2 separate regions of the Sus scrofa genome follow, and region 2 is linked to region 1. The links are chromatin contacts, called in public HiChIP or PLAC-seq maps. All regions are on one chromosome and are shown on one strand. The core of a region is the stretch at or near the end of the contact, and the rest is flanking DNA. Distances in the headings are between cores, read along the strand shown. Region 1 has its middle 58 kb from the start of TBC1D9. Region 2 overlaps TBC1D9 (TBC1 domain family member 9).

What was found. HiChIP or PLAC-seq counts read pairs in DNA pulled down with a chosen protein or histone mark.
Region 2: a contact with region 1 is called in an H3K27ac HiChIP or PLAC-seq map of alveolar macrophages. The contact joins two enhancer-like sites. A contact is called at or near these places in 3 of 5 promoter capture datasets (fetal liver, fetal skeletal muscle and liver), 29 of 47 Hi-C or Micro-C datasets (adipocytes, adipose tissue, alveolar macrophages and 17 more) and 2 of 2 datasets of contacts at active chromatin or transcription factors (alveolar macrophages and skeletal muscle).

What each region holds. Positions count from the first base shown.
Region 1 is chr8:86,341,765-86,347,617 of Sscrofa11.1, forward strand. No RefSeq gene overlaps it. Among named protein-coding and RNA genes, the nearest start is that of TBC1D9, 58 kb to the right of the region's middle. Within about 2 kb of position 2,652, at least 2 of the 83 cell types and tissues checked have an H3K27ac peak or open chromatin away from gene starts, as enhancers often do. A contact at or near this core is called in alveolar macrophages, where this site is marked.
Region 2 is chr8:86,486,128-86,491,626 of Sscrofa11.1, forward strand. It overlaps TBC1D9 (TBC1 domain family member 9), which reads left to right. Exons shown (of 21, transcript XM_021101555.1): 10 at 3,504-3,718. Among named protein-coding and RNA genes, the nearest start is that of UCP1, 33 kb to the right of the region's middle. Within about 2 kb of position 3,379, at least 4 of the 83 cell types and tissues checked have an H3K27ac peak or open chromatin away from gene starts, as enhancers often do. A contact at or near this core is called in alveolar macrophages, where this site is marked.

The DNA.
Region 1 (5,853 bases), core at 1,402-3,901:
GGGACCAGATGTCCAGAGAAACTCCTCCAAACTACAGAACCCTTAAAAATATTGGACATTTTTTTTAATCTCCCTTAAGGAGAGTAGCTAAATTGATGGGAAAGTAAGAAAAATCCTTGGAGGCCAGAAGCCATAAGAAAATACTACCCAGAAGGGAGATGAAAACCAAACATGGAATTTCCCCAGGTGAATATGCTGCTCCCTCATGGTCTAGAGATCCACAGTTGTTTTTCTCCTGTAAAGGGCCAGGTAAATATTTTAGGCTTTGTGAGAGCTCCCTGGTGGCACAGCAGGTTAAGGACCCAGTGTTGTCACTGCTATGGCCCTCGGGAGCGGGTCTGATCCCTGGCCCTGGAGCTTTTCACACTGGATGCCGTCACCACAGACAAGCCCTCTAATGAGCTCAGGACCAGAATCCAGCCACTCGTATGACCTGAATTGATTTATGAAAGATTTAAAGTGGGCCCAGACTGTTTCTGTTTTGTGTATACATTCAGTTGCATTACTTTTTAATTTTATTTTTTTCTTTTTTATGGCCACACCTGCGGCATGTGGACGTTCCTGGGCTAGGGACTGAATCGGAGCTGCAGCTGCCAGCTACACCACAGCCACAACAACACTGTTTTTACACCCAAGTCTTTCTGGCTTTTAGAAACTGTTTTTCACCCGTGCATGACACTGCTTTCCCTCTTCTAAAGGGACAGCTGACAAGTTCATCCCTATAAAACAAAAGCGAAGAGACTTAAATGAAAAATAATAACAAAGTGACTTTGCCATGGAGAAATCTGACACTACCCCAGCCAGATGATCAAAGCCAACCTCAGCAGCGATAAGTCTTGTTGCTAGTGTGTCTCTATGTTATGATGTGAAGAGAGAGTTACTTTAGATCTGTGGCTTCCTCCCCAAACTCAAAACATAAACCTAGTATAACCATGATTAGAAAAAAAAAAAAAAATCAGGCTTAAGACTGAGCTGACAGAGATGTCAGCATTATCTGACAAAGATTTTAAAGCTGCTATCATAAAAATGCTTCATCGAGACGACAAATACACTGGAAACAAATGGAAAAAAAAAAAAAGAGTTCCCATCGTGGCTCAGAACCCAACTAGTATCCACGAGGACGAGGGTTCAATCCCTGGCCTCGCTCAGTGGGTTAAGGATCCAGTGTTGCCATGGCTGTGGTGTAGGCTGGCAGCTACAGCTCTGATTCGACCCCTAACCTGGGAACTTCCATATGCTGCAGGTGCAGCCCTAAAAAGACAAAGACCAAAAAAAAATTTTTTAATAAAAAAGTAGGGAAGGTTTGGGAGTGCCTGCTGTGGTACAACGAGTTAAGGAGACAGTATTGTCTCTGTGGTGGGGCTTGGATTTGATCTCTGACCCAGAACTTCCAGATGCCATGGGTGTGGCCAAAAAAAGAAAAAAATTAAATTAAAAAAATATATATAGTAGGGAAGGTTTAGAGTATCGTCCCTGTGTTTGGGATAAAATTTTCAAATAGCTAAGATTTAGAATAGAACCAATATTGCAGATGTTAGGTGATATTATTAGCAAGCCTCATCTTACAGCAGCAATGCACACTGAAAATAAGAGAAAAATTAGAGATATTAAGGTAAAGGTTGTCAAGTGAATATATAAAGGAAATAGACCCAAACAATAAATAATAAAATTATAATTAAGAGAGTTTCCTGGTAGTCTGGTGGTTAGGACTTGCACTTTCACCACCACAGCCTGGGTTTAATCCCTCGTCTGGAAACTAAGATCCCACATCAAGTTCTGCATGCCACGGTCACACACACACACACACAAAAAAGGAAAATTAAAAAACAAAATAAAAAAAACCCAGGCAAGTCCATGCAAAGGGACATTCTTCCAAATCAATGACTGGTATTCTCGAAGTGGTCAAGACTATCAAAATCTAAGTTATACAAACTCTCAGAAATCAGAGGAGTCTAAGGAGACAAGAAGATGAAGTGTAATGTGGTATTGGAGATGGGATACTGGGACAGAAAAAGGATATTAAGGGAAAATGAGTGAAATCTGGAAAACAGCTGGAGTTTAGTTCCCAGGAATGTACCAGCGATGATCCCTTAATTGCAACAAATGTACCAGGGTAATATCAGATATTAAGAGGGAAAATAAGGTGAGAGACAACAGGAATGCTCTGTACTATCTTTGTAATGTTTCCAGAAGTCTAAAAGTATTCTAAAATAAATTTTAAAAGAGATATTTATCAATTCTGTGAACCCAAAGAATTGCTAGAAACAGAGAAATTGTTTTTTTATGCTCTTGTGATGTCACTTCCTTGGAAATATTGGGAATAGAATAGATAACTCAGCATCATGAATAGGTTAGAAGTTCTTGAAGCAGGATACTGGATCGAATTCTTTCTTAACATCAGTTCCAGATTTTTCAAGACCATAAATCTATTTGGTATTAACTGTTACAATGACTCTTCAGAATCATTGGGAAATGCACAGAATGAAAAGCTAATTATTTGTAATTATATGTCTGAGTGACTGCAAAGGACTTCAAACTAGTGTAAAAAGTAGGTTTCTTAGCCGGTGCACAGGAAAGACAGTTAGCATTGGATGGTAATGCACCAGTGATAGTGAGCACTTGCCTTCTGATGGTATTTGTGTAGTTGCACTGTTTCTCCCAGTAGGGGGCTCAGTTGACCATTGAATGGAAGAGGGGCCCTGGCATTGGAGAACAGAGGTGTGTGGCTTCGCTGGAAACAGAGTTTGCAGGGTAATTTTGAGAAAGAATAACTATTCCGAAATCTTGTCCAGTAACCCTTGTACCAGTAACCCTTGTAAGAAGGGGGACAGATGCCACCAACCAACATGGCTGAGGTAGAGGGTGTATTAGAGAAGAAAGAATGTGTATTGGACTAAACCAGAAGACAGAACACTTAGGTTTATGTATTACTGAAAATTTGTCTCCCCCACTGAGAAGCAGGTTAGAACTGACAAAACTAGAAATGCCCTCTCCCTGGCCAGACTTATGTTGCTGCAAAGTCACATGGAAGAAACGTGCTTAGAGTATCATGTATTCACTGATTGGCCACAAATATCTTATTCCATGAAGCATTTCACAAGACAGCGCATGCATTTAATCGTTTAGCTTAAGCACATCCGAAAGGAGTTCCCTGGTGGCCTGACAGTTAAGGACTCAATGTTGTTACTGCCATGGCTTAGGTTACTGCTGTGGCTCCGTTTCGATCCCTGGCCTGGAAATTTCCGCATGCCTCTGGAATAGACAAAAAAAAGCACAGCACCAAGATCAGCCTCTATATAAACACACACACACAAACACACATACACACACAATTAAAATCTTCTAATGTCCTCCCATTTCTACTAAGTCCAAGTACAGTACAGAATCCTTAACTTGGAGTTCCTATTGTGGCTCAGCAGAAATGAACCCAACTAGTATCCATGAAGACTTGGATTCCTCCCTGCCCTCACTCACTGGGTTAAGGATCCAGTGGTGCCGAGAGCTGTGGTGTAGGTCACAAATGGGGCTCGTATCCCATGTTGCTGTGGCTGTGGCATAGGCCGGCAGCCGTAGCTTCAATTCGACCCCCTAGCCTGGGAACTTCCCTATGCCACACCTGCAGCCCTAAAAGAAAAGCAAAAACAAAAACAAAAAAATGAAACGGAATCCTTAACTTGACCTCCTAAGTCCTGCAGGCTCTGGCATCTCAAAATTATCTCATACCACTCCCCACTCACTCCAAGTGTTCCAGCCCCACTCCCCTTCTTCTAGTTCAGTCTGTGCTCCTTGGGATCTTGGCTCAGCCGCTTTCCCATGGAGGAAGCATCTCTCAGCTCTAGGTTAGGCAGCCTTTTTTGCTAAAAGCTTACAGAGCACCCTGTACTTTGCTTTCATAGCTCTAATGACAGGTCACCTGTGTGTGCTCAACATAGTATGAGACAATGCTCGGCATGAATAATTCACTCATGTGATTGTTAGATGAGTATTGATTTTCCTCTCTAGACGGCGCATACCTTGGGATTAAGGTTCATGTTTTTATTCTCCGTGTATCCCCGTGCCCAGCACAGGACCTGGCTCAGAGCAGGCTGGCTATATGTATTTGCACAATAAATGACTGAAGGATCAACCTGCTCCCCACCTACCTGTTTTATCCTTTTCATCCAAAAAGAAAAAAAAAATAAACAATTTCACCCAGGAATTAGAATTAGGAATATGTGATTACTGTACACCAGGCTATTTGGGAGATTTGGGGAAAATAGTATAAATGAGACATTTAAATATTAGCTGCAAAATATAGGGAAAATTATAGAAAAGGATAAGATTAAATCACGTAAAACAAAAACTTTGAGACTGGTCATTAAAGGGGCATATTTTATAAAGAACCATTTTCCAGGATGCCAGCATTGATGAGGAGCAGACAAAAAGTATTAATTCAGGTGAGATAATGTATTCTTACTAAACAAGGGACTTGGAAAAGGCAGCTCTAGACTCAGCTCATCTCTTCCCTTAGCAAAGCAAAGTCCTAAAGAGCGAAATCTATAATAGACACCAGAGAAAGCCATGCTCCATGCAGGACGCTGCTAAGCTGGGCTACACCAATTGGGATAACTCTTTAGCTTAGACTTTGCTGTGAGAAGCTCAAGTTGTCCTATCTTTGGCCAATGGGAGTCTCTTTGAGTTGAGTCCAAAGTCCTTCCTACACTACTATCCTTCAAGAGCTTTCTCACTCTCTGACATAAAGAAATGTTCCAGAATCTTCTTGTACATTTCCTGCTCCAAAGATGGAATTAGCTATAGGTCTAAGAAATAATAGGCCACTAAGCATTCATCATACTCATTGCTCCTAGCTTGGTTATTGTTTCTATGCCTCTTCAGTGATACCTACAATTTTTTAAAACCTCCTGAGTTTATCCTGCTACTTCTACTTCAAGTCTAGTACTGCAAAGCTTTTAAATGTGTCTGTTTCATCTGTATGCATCTTTATTCTATAATGAGAATTCTGAATCTCAAGGACACAAAAGAATGACAGAATGACGATATCTATTAATTATTCATTTATCCCATATCCCACACACAGTCTTAGAAAAACAACTCTTAGATTTCAGAATTTACTACCTCTAATGAGATGAAAACCCATTCCTGCTGACCTCAGAAGAAAAGAAGCCAGAGAGATGAAAAATAAAATATAATATCTTTGCCCACAGTGTGTAGGTTCTATGACACTTACTCACTTAACAAAGCCCATCCCATTCTCTTTTTTAAACAGGATAAAGTAGAAATAAATAGGGATGATATGTATATAATACACCTTTAAAAAACGAAAGAACTGACCAGATAGTAAAGAATTACCAAGCTGGAGTTCCCATCGTGGCGCAGTGGTTAACGAATTCTACTAAGAACCATGAGGTTGTGGGTTCGATCCCTGGCCTTGCTCAGTGGGTTAAGGATCCAGTGTTGCCATGAGCTGTGGTGTGGGTCGCAGACGAGGCTCGGATCCCGCGTTGCTATGGCTCTGGCGTAGGCCAGGGGCTACAGCTCCGATTCGACCCCTAGCCTGGGAACCTCCATATGCCGCGAGAGAGGCTCAAGAAAAGGCAAAAAGGCAAAAAGACAAAAAAAAAAAAAAAAAATTACCAAGCCTACAATGAAGGAGAACTCAGGATCCCAGAAGTGCAAATAAAAACAGACGCTTCTTTTGATCTTGGAGGATCTAGTTATTCACCCTAAAAACATGGGATTTTCATTTTGTGGCTTTCTGGAGAGAAGAAGAGAGAAGTCAAAGCCCAGAAGCCACATAAAATAGGAAGTCTAGGAGTTCCCGTCATGGCGCAGTGGTTAACGAATCCGACTAGG
Region 2 (5,499 bases), core at 2,129-4,628, 150 kb after region 1:
AAGAGAGGCCAGAATTGGCCCTAGGACAGGACACCTATCGGGATCATAGTTACACTTCAAGTTGGAGGTGCCAGGAAGGACAGCAGCGGATGTGTCCTGGACCCATGCGGAAGCTGTGTCTATCATAACTGGTCCACCACCAGGCTCGTGCCCAAACATAATGCCATCAGGTTAAACCTTTGAGCCCTGCCGCAGAAACCAGAGGTCCTTCAGGCTAAGCCCACAGCTCCTTGCTTCAGCCTCAAGCAGCCAGTGTTCCCCAGGGCTTTATTCTGTCACAAACATCAGAGCATTCCTTTGGGTGTCACCTGTCTTTAGTATGTAAATCAGTTGCTCTGCCTGGCTGGGGCCCTGAAGTATAATCATTTTAATCATTTTAAATAGGCTCATGTGAAAATTTTTGTTCGAACCTAGATGGTCTGACGCAAGTGCTATTCTCAAAGCCTTTTATTTTAAAAATGACATCAAGTCATTTTTACAAGAAAGACAGAAAAAAAACAAAACTTGTAGCTCTCTCTAAACGTGGCTATAAATGGTAATGGCCTATAATGAGATGTATTAACATCTCAAAAGTAGGAGGATAGAATTCCAAAAAACAATTCGTTTTATCTGTTTCACATAAAACTAGTTTGTTCTGTCCTCATTTATATGTCTTGTTTTTCATTTGCCTCAAGTGGCCCAGCCATTGCTTCTTACATAGAAACCCAGTTTTGAGTCAGATCATCTCTAATGACTAATCCAGCCCGAGAAGAGGCACACCATCCAGTCTGCTGTCTTCCTTGGGTTTGATGAACTAGTCACCTTGATGACCTGATTCAGATCGCTGCCAGAGGAAGCCAAAAAATTCCGTCCTCATCTTCCTTATTCAAAGTGGAAGTTCTTTACGGCCACATTTATTTATTTATTGTCTTTTGAGGGCCACACGTGTGGCATATGGAAGTTCCCAGGCTAGGGGCCCAACCGGAGCTGCAGCTGCCAGTCCACACCACAGCTCATGGCCACACCGGATCCTTAACCCACTGATTCAGGCCAGGGATTGAACCTTCGTCCTCATGGATGCCAGTTGGGTTCGTTACTGCTGAGCCACCATGGAACTCCTACAGCCACATTTTAGACGAAAATGAATTTCCCAGTGGGCACGAGAGAACAGCATACAGCAGCCCACAGCCTTGTGGTTGAGACACGTTTAGGGTTAGACCTGGCATTTTCTTTATCGGTGACAGGCTACGTGAGGCCAGAGTGTGACGTGGTCCACACACCACCTCTCTTGGGTAGAGAACAGAGCCCATACTTCCAGCCTGTGCACGAGGGTTGGGCTTCGGGGGGAGGCCAGCCTGCCTACGAGGAGAGTTGTCTGGGTCCTGCCCTGCTTCCTGTGACTCTCAGGAGCCCTGTACCAGGACCTGGCTCAGGGTACCACTGCAGTGGGTTGCAGGCCAGATGGCCAGAAATCTTTGCACTTCTCCCTTGAGAAGAGAACAAAAGTCAGTGTTAAGTTGCCATCAAGCAGACTGCCTTTCCAGGGCAAGTGTGAGTGGGAAGGCTGGCTTTCTGGTGACCATCGGCAGCAAGGACAGGGTCGGCCTCGGGCTCTGATTTCCAATCAGTGAAATACAGATCAGTTTACCCTGTCATTAAACGTGTGTGTATTTAACACATGTACATGTTTAACTATATAATATGTACATATATGTATGTGTATTTTATATGTATATGTGTGTGTGTGTATATATATAATTTGTACTTACATAAATTATATTTAACTAGATTTAGATACTTGTATCCAGGTTTTTCTGGCTTCAAGAATCTTTTTTAAGGAGTTCCCATCGTGGCTCAGTGGTGGCAAACCCAAGTAGTGTCCATGAGGATTCGGGTTCGCTCGGTGGATTGAGGATCTGGTGTTGCCATGAGCTGTGGTGTGGGTCTCAGATGCAGCTCGGATCCTGCTTTGCTGTGACTGTGGTGTAGGCTGGTGGGTGCAGCTCTGATTGGACCTCTGGCCTGGGAACTTCCATGTGTTGTGGGTGCGGCCCTAAAAAGACAAAAAAAGGAATCTTTTAAAAATTAGAGTTGATTTATAGTGTGGCACCAATTTCTGCTATACAGCAGAGTGACCCAGTCATACATACATAGATATACACTCTTTTTCTCATATTATCTTCCATCATGTTCTATCGCAAGAGATCGGATATTGTACTCTGTGCTGTATTGGGAAGCGTCAAGAATCTTAAAAGGCAAATATCTCAAAGCAGTGACCCTCACTCACCTGCGCATCCTCAACCTCCCCCCACCTTCTGCCCGACCCCCTGCCGCCACCCTCGAGAGGCTCCCCTCCAAGGCAGTGGCTCCTCACTCCTGGGAAGACCCTCTCGACCCCTGCAATTCTAAAAATCCCTCCACATACCCTGTAACTCGTCCTACTCTTCACTAGGGCTGTTTGAGCCCTTCAAAGCTTAAGCTTCCGCAAGCAGTTTTCAGACTTGTTTTGAGAGGCAGCACCTCCTTTTGCAAGTGAAATCCTGAGGAAAATTCCGATAAGATACGCTCTAGGCTGCCCTGGTTGAAGGGAGGGCTGAGACAGGTGGAGTCTCAGCTCAACTTGCTCTGCTCACCTCCCTGTTCTTCTCTGAGCAGCCCCCCAGGGTTGTCTGTGGAAGTTCCCTGGAACACAGGTGTTAAGTTGGAAACCTCTGCCTTAGGGGTTATTTGTTATTCATTGTTATTATTTTTTATTGAAGTATAAGCTAATTGACAGTATAGTGTTTCAGGTGTACAAGCATAGCGATTCCGTTATCTTTTTTCTGATTCTTTTTCATTATGGGTTATTATAAAATGCTGAGTACAATTCCCTGTGCTATACAGTAAATCCCTGTTGCTTATCTATTTTATATATAGTAGTTTGTATCTGTTAATCCCATACTCCTAATTTGTCCCTTTCCCACTCCCCATTTTTGGTAACCAGGAGTTTGTCTTCTATGTCTGTGAGTCTGTTTCTGTTTTGCAGACTCATTTGTTTTTTGTTTTGTTTTGTTTTAGATTTCACATGGAAGAGGTTTCATATAGTTTAGGAAGGCTTTTATTTTTTTATTTTTTATGTTTTTAATGATTTTTATTTTTTCCATTAGAGTTGGTTTACAGTGTTCTATCAATTTTCTACTGCATAGCAAAGGGACCCAGTCACACATATACATTCTTTTTCTCACATTATCTTCCATCATGTTCCATCACAAGTGACTAGATATAGTTCCCAGTGCTACACAGCAGGCTCTCATTGTATAGAGAGGTTGCTCAATGGCCGACTTACTGTGGAGCTGGAAGAAGGAAGGAGACCAGGAGTGACTTTGCAGTCTGGCCATGATTGTGACACACACATCATCACAGGATTTCATTATCTTACAAGTGTCCTCTGAGAGGAGGGAAGGGGAAGAGGCTGGGTGAGTAAGCTGTGGTTTCGGGGGTGGGCCTTCAACCCTCTGAGGTTGCATCTTTTGTGCATTTCCCAGGTGCCATCAACGAGAAGGCCACGCATCCCGGCTACTATGAAGACCTTGTGGAGAAGTCCATGGGGAAGTATAACCTCGCCACTGAGGAGATTGAGAGGGACCTCCACCGTTCCCTCCCAGAACACCCTGCCTTCCAGAACGAAATGGGCATCGCTGCTCTGAGGAGAGTCTTAACAGCTTACGCTTTTCGAAACCCTAACATAGGGTACTGCCAGGTGAATGTCGCAGTTGCGTGAGACTTTTAAAAAAATGACGCGATGGAGTTCCCATCATGATGCAGCAGTTAACAAATCCAACGAGGAACCATGAGGTTGCAGGTTTGATCCCTGGCCTCACTCAGCGGGTTAAGGATCTGGCATTGTCATGAGCTGTCGTGTATGTAGCTCACAGACACGGCTTGGATCCTGCTTTACTGTGGCTGTGGTGTAGGCCAGCAGCTGTAGCTCCGATTTGACCCCTAGCCTGGGAACCTCCACATGCCGTGGGTGCAGCTCTAAAAGAAAAGAGAGGAAAAAAATGTTGTGTTAGCCAGTAAGCAATGAGAAGAAAGGCTTTATGGTTAAGAGAGCGGTTACTGGACGAGGGTCTCTTGACCTTGGTACTCCTGACATTGTGGACTGGATAATTCTTTGTATGGGGCTGTCCTATGCTTTGTCACATGTTTAATAACATTCCTGTTTAATGACGTGTTTAATAGCATCTACTCACTAAATGCCAGTAGCACCCTCAAATGTGATAGCTAAAATGTCCTTAGTCATTGCCAGATGTTCCCTGGGGAGCAAATTCTCCCTGGGTTGAGAACCACTGTACTAAGCAGAGGAGCCGGGGAGCAAGAGCGCCCTTCTAGATCCACCACCACCTGGTGACCTAGCTGGTCATGAGCATGCCTGTGCTCCAGGTCTTTATGGCTGGGTTCTGGGTCCCCCAGTGCTCTTACTTTGCCTGTCCTGAGCAATTAATGTCTCTGAGGATGTAGCTTTTATATGCTATGGTTATATTTTAATGCACATTAAAATAAATGCTTGATCCAGTATAAAAAATATTGCCCATATGCCAACTAAAAGTATCCCTTGTACTAGTATAGATACCACAATGGGGAAGCACTAAGAGATTGTCCTTAGATTTAAAGGTCACATGTTTGGCGAGGTCTTCCCTGACCATCTAGCTAAAAGCTAAAGCAGGCTTTATTCCCCTGCCCACTCGAGTGAATGGGCACAGGCACACCCCCCCCACACACGCACACACACACATAGCACAGTTCTCTCTGTGCCACATTGTTTTATCTTTCTGATAGCACTTAATCTAAATACACCAACAAATTGATTAACCAACCTTTACATCTTCATTCTCTCTTTTTGACCCCAGAATTTATGCCTGCAAGACTTGTCACCACTGTAACCTCCCTTTCTCCCAATAACTAGTCCAGAGCCTGTTACCAAGTAGACTCTCAAAAGAACTTACCTTGACTAAATGACTAAGGATCTAAGCGTGACTATGGTTATGTTCGAGGCAGGCTAATTCTCAAGTGGAATTTTAATAATGATTTGGGAACATACTGAGTAAAGCTTACAAGAAAGAGCCTGTAATAGACCCAAATTCCTTTTTTGACATTTATATTGTAGAAGTCTGACGAACACTTACTGGTTTTGAGGGGATCAAAAGAAGTACAGGAGTGAGTTGGCTTCTAATATAATAGAGTTCATATTTATCTTTTGATCTTCCTCTTTTTAATTGAGAGGACTATTAAAGTAGTTGAGCCTTGAGTGATTATGAGCTAGCTGATAGTATCTTTTAATAAAGGGGGTTACTTTAGAATTAAATCCCTGTGACTTATCACTGCCAACCTTCGCCAGATGGAAATAATGGGCGAGGGCTCCAACTTTGAAAGGTTTCATTGTTCCCCGAGGAGAGCCTCAAGCCATGTGTACTTGGTTGTAGAAACAATTATGGAAGATGAAAAAGGCCATGTATACCTCACCGAATTAAGGATTAAAAA